Regions from separate parts of the Sus scrofa genome. Here region 2 is linked to region 1. The links are chromatin contacts, called in public HiChIP or PLAC-seq maps. All regions are on one chromosome and are shown on one strand. The core of a region is the stretch at or near the end of the contact, and the rest is flanking DNA. Distances in the headings are between cores, read along the strand shown.

The links. HiChIP or PLAC-seq counts read pairs in DNA pulled down with a chosen protein or histone mark.
Region 2: an H3K27ac HiChIP or PLAC-seq map of alveolar macrophages shows a contact between it and region 1. The contact joins two enhancer-like sites. A contact is called at or near these places in 2 of 2 datasets of contacts at active chromatin or transcription factors (alveolar macrophages and skeletal muscle).

What each region holds. Positions count from the first base shown.
Region 1 is chr4:111,686,429-111,689,973 of Sscrofa11.1, reverse strand. All of the region lies in intron 1 of LOC106510205 (a long non-coding RNA gene), which reads right to left. Among named protein-coding and RNA genes, the nearest start is that of SLC25A24, 110 kb to the right of the region's middle. Within about 2 kb of position 1,788, at least 2 of the 83 cell types and tissues checked have an H3K27ac peak or open chromatin away from gene starts, as enhancers often do. A contact at or near this core is called in alveolar macrophages, where this site is marked.
Region 2 is chr4:111,970,698-111,974,471 of Sscrofa11.1, reverse strand. The region is part of intron 2 of VAV3 (guanine nucleotide exchange factor VAV3); the gene reads right to left. Among named protein-coding and RNA genes, the nearest start is that of VAV3, 150 kb to the right of the region's middle. Within about 2 kb of position 1,346, at least 1 of the 83 cell types and tissues checked has an H3K27ac peak or open chromatin away from gene starts, as enhancers often do. A contact at or near this core is called in alveolar macrophages, where this site is marked.

The sequences.
Region 1 (3,545 bases), core at 539-3,038:
GGTGCTGATTTGAAGTCAACAGGGCAGGTAGTTGGGAAGGAAAGAGGGACAGGAAGTGGGAGAGCAAGGACAAAATGGAATCCAAGGCTAGGTTGGAACCTAAGAGGAAAACTGGGAGGCTCGTCAGTTTCCCATCACCTCCGAGCCTTCACCCTTTATCCAGAATCCAATCCATAGCTGGCCCAGAACTCAGAGGAGCTGAACAAGGAAATCGGCAATAGTTGAATAGTCGCTGACCCTGTGCCAAGAAGGGGAACTGGCAGCAGCAGCAGTGCCCGACCTATGTTCACTTTCCATGTAAACATGGCTGCTGCTTCACTTTCCTCTTCCAAATCTTTCTCTTGAGGCCAATCCCGAGAACACACAGGAAAGGGGATTTGGGGAAGTCAATTCCAGTTTAACCAAGCTGACCCAGGGCAAAACCCACTAAATGAACATGTGGCTCCACCCACCGCTCATCTGTGCCATCCTGATCCATCCACCACGGGGTCTTCAGAGATGTTGCCACATGCAACTCCAACCACGTTGCGAACTCAACTACCACCAATTTCCCACTCAAATTCCTCAGTGACTCCCCATCAGCAACAGATGAAATCTAAATTCATTTGCATAATGTATTAATTAGGATCTGCTATGTTTGCAAGAGAGAGAAAACACAAAATAATTGTTTAAACAAAGTCGAAATTCATTTCTCTTTCAGATAGAAATCTGGGTAGGTGGTCTGGGGTTGGAAGGTTTTCCATGGCATCAGGGGCCAGGCTTTCTGTCTTGTTCTTTGTGGTTGACATTATTTGCTTTCTAGACTTCGGATGGGGAAAGGGACAAAGACGAAACAAACCAACAAAAAGGATGCACTCATGCTCCACTGTCTTTAAGGGCCTAGGGGCAGAACCCCTGGAGCCAGGTGACACTCTGTTTACAGAATTTAGTTACCGGCCACAACTGTCTTTAAGAGAGTTTAAGAAATAGAGTCCTTAATCTAAGCAGTTATATGCCTAGTAAAAATGTCTATTACTAACTGAAGAAGGGAGAAAACAAATATTGGGGGACAATTAGTTTCTCCCATATGTGACAAATAAGATCTCCTCATCACCGGTTCCTGTCCACTCCTCTAACCACTCCTGCCCATCCATTCCTCATCTCCATATATATATATATATATATATATATATATATATATATATATTTGTCTTTTTAGGGCTACACCCGCGGATATGAGGTCCCCAGGCTAGGGGTCAAATCAGAGCTACAGCTGCCGGCCTACACCACAGCTCACAGCAACGCCAGATTCTTAACTCACCGAGCAAGGCCAGGGATAGAATCGGCATCCACATGGATCCTAGACAGATTCGTTTCTACTGAGCCACAGTGGGAACTCCCACTCCTCATATTTTAATAGCAAAACTTGAACACTTGAGGTGTCACCCAACACTGTGCACGAGTAGAGTTTCATGGCTCCGTACACGTTCCCTTGCCTGCAATTCCCTCATCCACTAGCTCCTGGGCGAACCCGCACTGATCCTCCAAGACCTCACTGACCATTTGCCCAAGTGTTCCATCTCTTTGACCACCTCCTGCCCTTGGAGCAAACACTCATTAAAACAATTATATCATCACATGACAATCGTTTGTTGCCACATCTGCCTCCCTTGTCTGAGTTCCTTAAATGTGGTGCAGTCTTTTTAGCCCTGAATCTCAACATCGGGGCCCAGCGTCCCACGCCTAATGTGTAGGAAATGTTTGCAGAACAAAGACTTGCCAAACACAAAGGGATTGGTATTTTATTTGCTGCATTTCTATTAACACAGCCTTTAGGCTTGCGTAGCTAGGGGAAGCTGCCAGCCACAGGCTGCTCTGGCAGCAGCATTGCTGCCTCGCTTTTACTGTTTACGAAAGAGAGATCAAGGCAGAGGCTGGATGGAAAAAGCCTGCCTGAGGAGAGAAGTAATTGCTTCTTTATCTCTTAAACACAGTATTGAGGACAAGTGCAGATGGTTCCTCACTCCCCCTGCGCCTTCAGGGAAAAAGACAAAATGTCACAAGTCTAGAGCCAAAATACTATAGGATGTATGAGAAGGTTAGAAGAGGGTGCCAGGAGATGAACTCAAAGCCAAAATGACAAACATCGCTCATCATGGAGACACAGTATTCTTAAGACTTCGTACAATCTGATGGGGGGATAGCCAGCCTTACTCCCCGCAGTTTCCTTCCCTTCCCAGCCTCTATAGGGCATGTCCCCAACAAAACGGAGGCCTTTCAGATGCAGCTTGGTCCCCACTCTCAATCCCACCGTATTTGCTGTTCTTTTGAAAGGATATAAAGTCTCTTCCTTTGACACATAAGTACTCAGATAATTAGGGAAAATAGTCCTGGCAATTATTAGTATTACAGCTGTCATTATATTTTGCTGAAAAGCCCATATTAAAAATATATTCAATAAAAGATATTTTGAGAGAAATCACTTAACTCAACTATACCATCCTAATTTGTTATTCAGAGATTAGGCAGTAGAATGTGTGTGAGAGAGAGAGGGAGAGAGAGAGAGAGAGAGAACAATTCTAAGCCTTGATTGCATTGTTTTATGGACCATTTGAAAGAAAAGTCACAGGAGAATGTCTCCTGAATTATTTTAGGTGACTACTGACAGCCCTTTGTAAAGCCCCATAAGCTGTTAGTTTGGTGTAGCAAATTCTACTTCTAGGAAATCATCTTAAGTAAAGATGTTTATAAAAGGATCTATATCGCAGTACTGTTCATCATAGTGAAAAAAAAGGAAATAAATGTTTCATAATAGAAGATGAGCAAAATATTCCAGCCATAGAAATGACACTATAGAAAAACATTGTCATGCAAAGATGTTCATGAAGTTAAGTAAAAATATAAATATTATTTTAAAAAAAGAATATTCAGTGTGATCATATATTACAAGATGCTTTGGCTGGGTGAGAGCTGGCCCAGACTTAGAAAGATGGCAGATTGGCTTTGTCCCCAACCCAACATGACCATCTGTGTTAAAGCTTGAGAATTCTTGAGTATCTGACCACAATCTTAATGTACCTATAAATTAAGAAAGAGAGAGTGTAGTTCCCATCATGGCTCAGTGGGTTAAGAACCTGACTAGTATCCATGAGGATACGGGTTCGATCCCTGGCCTCACTTAGTGGGTTAAGGACCCGGCATTGCCACAAGCTGCAACATAGATCTCAGATGCGGCTCAGATCTGGCGTTGCTGTGGCTGTGGTGTAGGCCAGAGGCCACTGCTCCTAACCTGGGAACATCCATATGCTGTGTGTATAGCCCAGAAAAGAAACGAAGGAAGGAAGGAAGAGATAAAGAGAGAGAGAAAGGAAGAAAGAAAGATCCAGAAAAGACCTCTGAAAGACCGTAAATCCCTCCTGATGGTCAACGTTTTTGCAAATTGTCTGATGGATTGGGAGTGAAGAGTCTGAGTTTGAATTTGGGAAGGAGAAGTGAGAATCCTGAAACAACCTTGCTGTGTAGGTGGAAGGAACCAAGAGCAGCGGACTGGCCTTGGCATCAAGGGC
Region 2 (3,774 bases), core at 97-2,596, 280 kb before region 1:
ACAGAAATCACATGAAAAGACATTCAATGTCACTAACTATTAGAGAAATGCAAATCAAAACTACTATGAGGTACCACCTTAAACCAGCCAGAATGGCCATCGTCAAACAATGTACGCTGGAGAGGATGTGGAGAAAAGGGAACCCTCTTACACTGTTGGTGGGAATGTAAACTGGTGCAACCACTATGGAAAACAGTATGATGATTCCTCAAAAAACTAAAAATAGGAGTTCCCGTCATGGATCAGCGTTAACCAACCTGACCAGCATCCATGAGGACACAGGTTCGATCCCTGACCTCGCTCAGTGGGTTAAGGATCTGGCACTGCTTGAGCTGTGGCACAGGTTGTAGACATGGCTCAGATCTCGTGTTGCTGTGGCTGTGGTGTAGGCCGGCAGAGCTACAGCTCCAATCAGACCCCTAGCTGGGAACTTCCCTATGCCACAAGTGCAGCCCTAAAAAGACAAAAGACCAAAAAAAAAAAAAAAACAACAACAACAACTAAAAATAGAATTACCATATGATCCAGGAATCCCACTCCTGGACATCTATCCAGAGAAAACCATGACTCCAAAAGATACATGTATCCCAATATTCATTGCAGCAATATATGCAACAGCCAAGACATGGAAGCAACCTAAATATCCATCAACAGAGGAGTGGATAAAGATGATGTGCCACATATACATAATAGAATACTACTCAGCCATAAAAAAAGGAATGAAATAATGGCATTTGCAGCACCATGGATGGACTTAGAAATTATTGTGCTAAGTGAAGTTAGAGACAGTGAGACACAAAATCATATGCTATCACTCATATGTGGAATCTAAAAAAAAAAAGAATACAATGAACTTATTTGCAGAACAGAAACTGACTCACAGACATTTAAAAATTACGTTACCAAAGAGACAGGGTGGGGAGGGAGGAATGGGCTGGAGTGTGGGGTTGGAAATGTTGTAAAATTAGGTTGTGATGGTTGTTGTACAACAATAAATATAATTCATTGATTTTTTTTTAATTATAACTCTTAGAATTGAAGACAGCATGATAGTTGAGAATGGAGTAATTGGTCACATGAATGAACAAATAAAACCAAATAGTAAGGCTTCATGTTATTTTTTTTTTTCGGGCCACATCAAAAAGTCCTTGGCATTAAATATTCTATCAAAGTAGCTGTTACACAATGGCTTCATGCATATGATTGTCTCAAAGCAATGATGCTACCAGAATGGGAGGGCACAGAAATTCCGATTCTGGTTCTGGCCACGACTGGTGTGAAATGGACAGACTGTGTGGCTTCTCTCAGCCCCAGGACCTCATCTCTAAAACCATGGGCTGCGGACTCTCGAACCGCAACTCCACCCACTAAGCTGCCACACCCCCGAGTCCTAGCAGTGAACCGAGAGTAGTATGACATTGCTGCTTTTTTCTTTTGAAGTATAGATGTACAAAATTGTGTTAGTTTCAGGCAAGGTGATTCAAAATGATATGTACATATCACAGATTATTTTCTATTGTGGGTTATTACAAGCATGGAATATGGTTCTTGTGCTATACAGTAAATCCCTGTTGCTTATCTATTTTACACATAGCCGTGTGTGTATCTGTTAATCCCATATTCATGTTTTGTCCCTCCCCATCTCTCTTTTCCCTTTGGAAACCAGAAGTTTGTTTTTTATGTCTGGTGGCACTTATATTTTTACAGAGCAGTGCTCTTAGACATGAGACATGTATACTGGTGCCAGGGTACCTGACTGTCCATACATGTTCTATAATTTGATGCAAACAATCAGTGGAAGGCTCTATACTTTTTTTCTACTAAATATATACTTATTAATGTTTTGGACTCTTGACCTGTTTAAAGAACATATGAACCTGGTTTTGGCCTAAATAAAGACCAAAGGTTTATAAGAGAGCACATTATGTTGTATAAGTGAATATAAAAAATATTTCACAAAATAATGGAGTTCCCGTCGTGGCTTGGTGGTTAAGGAATCCGACTAGGAACCATGAGGTCAAGGGTTCGATCCCTGCCCTCGCTCAGTGGGTTAAGGATCTGGCATTGCCGTGAGCTGTGGTGTAGGTCACAGACGTGGCTCAGATACCGCGTTGCTGTGGCTCTGGTATAGGCTGGCAGTTGTAGCTCCAATTGGACCCCTAGCCTGGAAACTTCCATATGCCGCAGGAGCAGCCCTAGAAAAGGCAAAAAGACCAAAATATATATATATATTTTCCCCCCACAAAATAAATGCCTGGGAAACATGGCAATGTCAATAATTTTTGTATTGTCTGACAAGTGAGACATACATGTATTACTGTTTGTTTTTATTTTTGGGTGCTTTTGGCTGTGCCACAGCATGTAGAAGTTCCCAGGCCAGGGATCAAATCTGCACCACAGGAGCAATACAAGCCACCGCAGTGAAAATGCCAGATCCTTAACCCACTGCACCACAAGAGAACTCCTGTTTTGTTTTGTTCTTTAAAGTATGTGTACACAAATTTGCCATATAGCAACCTTTTATATGGAAAATATAAAAGTCTACGAACTTTTGGAGTTCCCATCATGGCACAGTGGAAACGAATCTGAGTAGGAACCATGAGGTTGTGGGTTCGATCTCTGGCCTCGCTCAGTGGGTAAGGATCTGACATTGCCATGAGCTGTGGTGTAGGCTGCAGACACGGCTTGGATCCTGCGTTGCTGAGGCTGTGGTGTAGGCCAGCAGCTGTAGCTCTGATTCGACCCCTATCCTGGGAATCTCCATGTGCCATGGGTGCAGACCTAAAAAGCAAAAAAAAAAAAGTCTATGAACTTTTATAATACGACTATATTATTGCCATATAACAGTAATGCATACTGATACTGATCAAAAATTTTGCCACCAATATATTTAACTCCACAAAATATTAAATAGTTTGATTCAATCACGTGTATCTGCTTTTCAGTTCTAATGAGTAAAATAACTTCAAAAGTGAAAAAAATACAGAGTACGACTTCAAGGTAGGATGACAAAAGTCTTAAAATTACTGAAATGTGCAAGAAGGTACTAATTTTATTATGATTATTACTGGCTACCATTTTTCAGAGCTATCGGTGTGCCAGGACCTCTACAAAAACCTATGAGGTGGGAGTTATGACAATTTTACACAGTAGGAAACACAGTGTCAGAGAAATTACATATGCTATCTAACAATTAGTGGCATCCACGCCCAGCCACTTTAGCTTTCCTGTAACACCAGTTGGCCCTACAGTAATTCTAAAGCTTGGAGAAGTCCCTGTTTTGTTAGTTTGCACTTCATCCCTCAGTTACCATACATCGGCTGAGCATCTGCCCATGCCAGAAATTCCAGTAGGTGTCAGAGATAAAAAGTGGCAGGTGATGCATGCTTTTCCTCCAGGACATCCCAACAATGTGGAAAAGAGAATCCTATAAACCAGGCATGACCATCAAATGCGAAGTGCTGTGAACAAGGTCCTCAGGCTCCAAAGGGCACAAGAGTCAAGACCATCTGGATCTGCACGTCAGAGGAGGGGAGGCATTGCAGCGAGTTACAACTGGAATAGCGCTTTAAAAAATGATTTCCTACGCGGACAGTGGTGGACAATGACGTTCAAGGCAGAAAAACGGCAGAGACAGAAAAGAGCTCAGCCCCTGGGAAAATGTCATGCCTCAGGAACAGCACTGTTGCGGGGGTGGCGGGGGCAGGGGTGGGGTGGTTAAAGTGCAAGGAGATGAGAAGGGAGAAACCAAAAGAAAAAGAACCTTCAATCTTT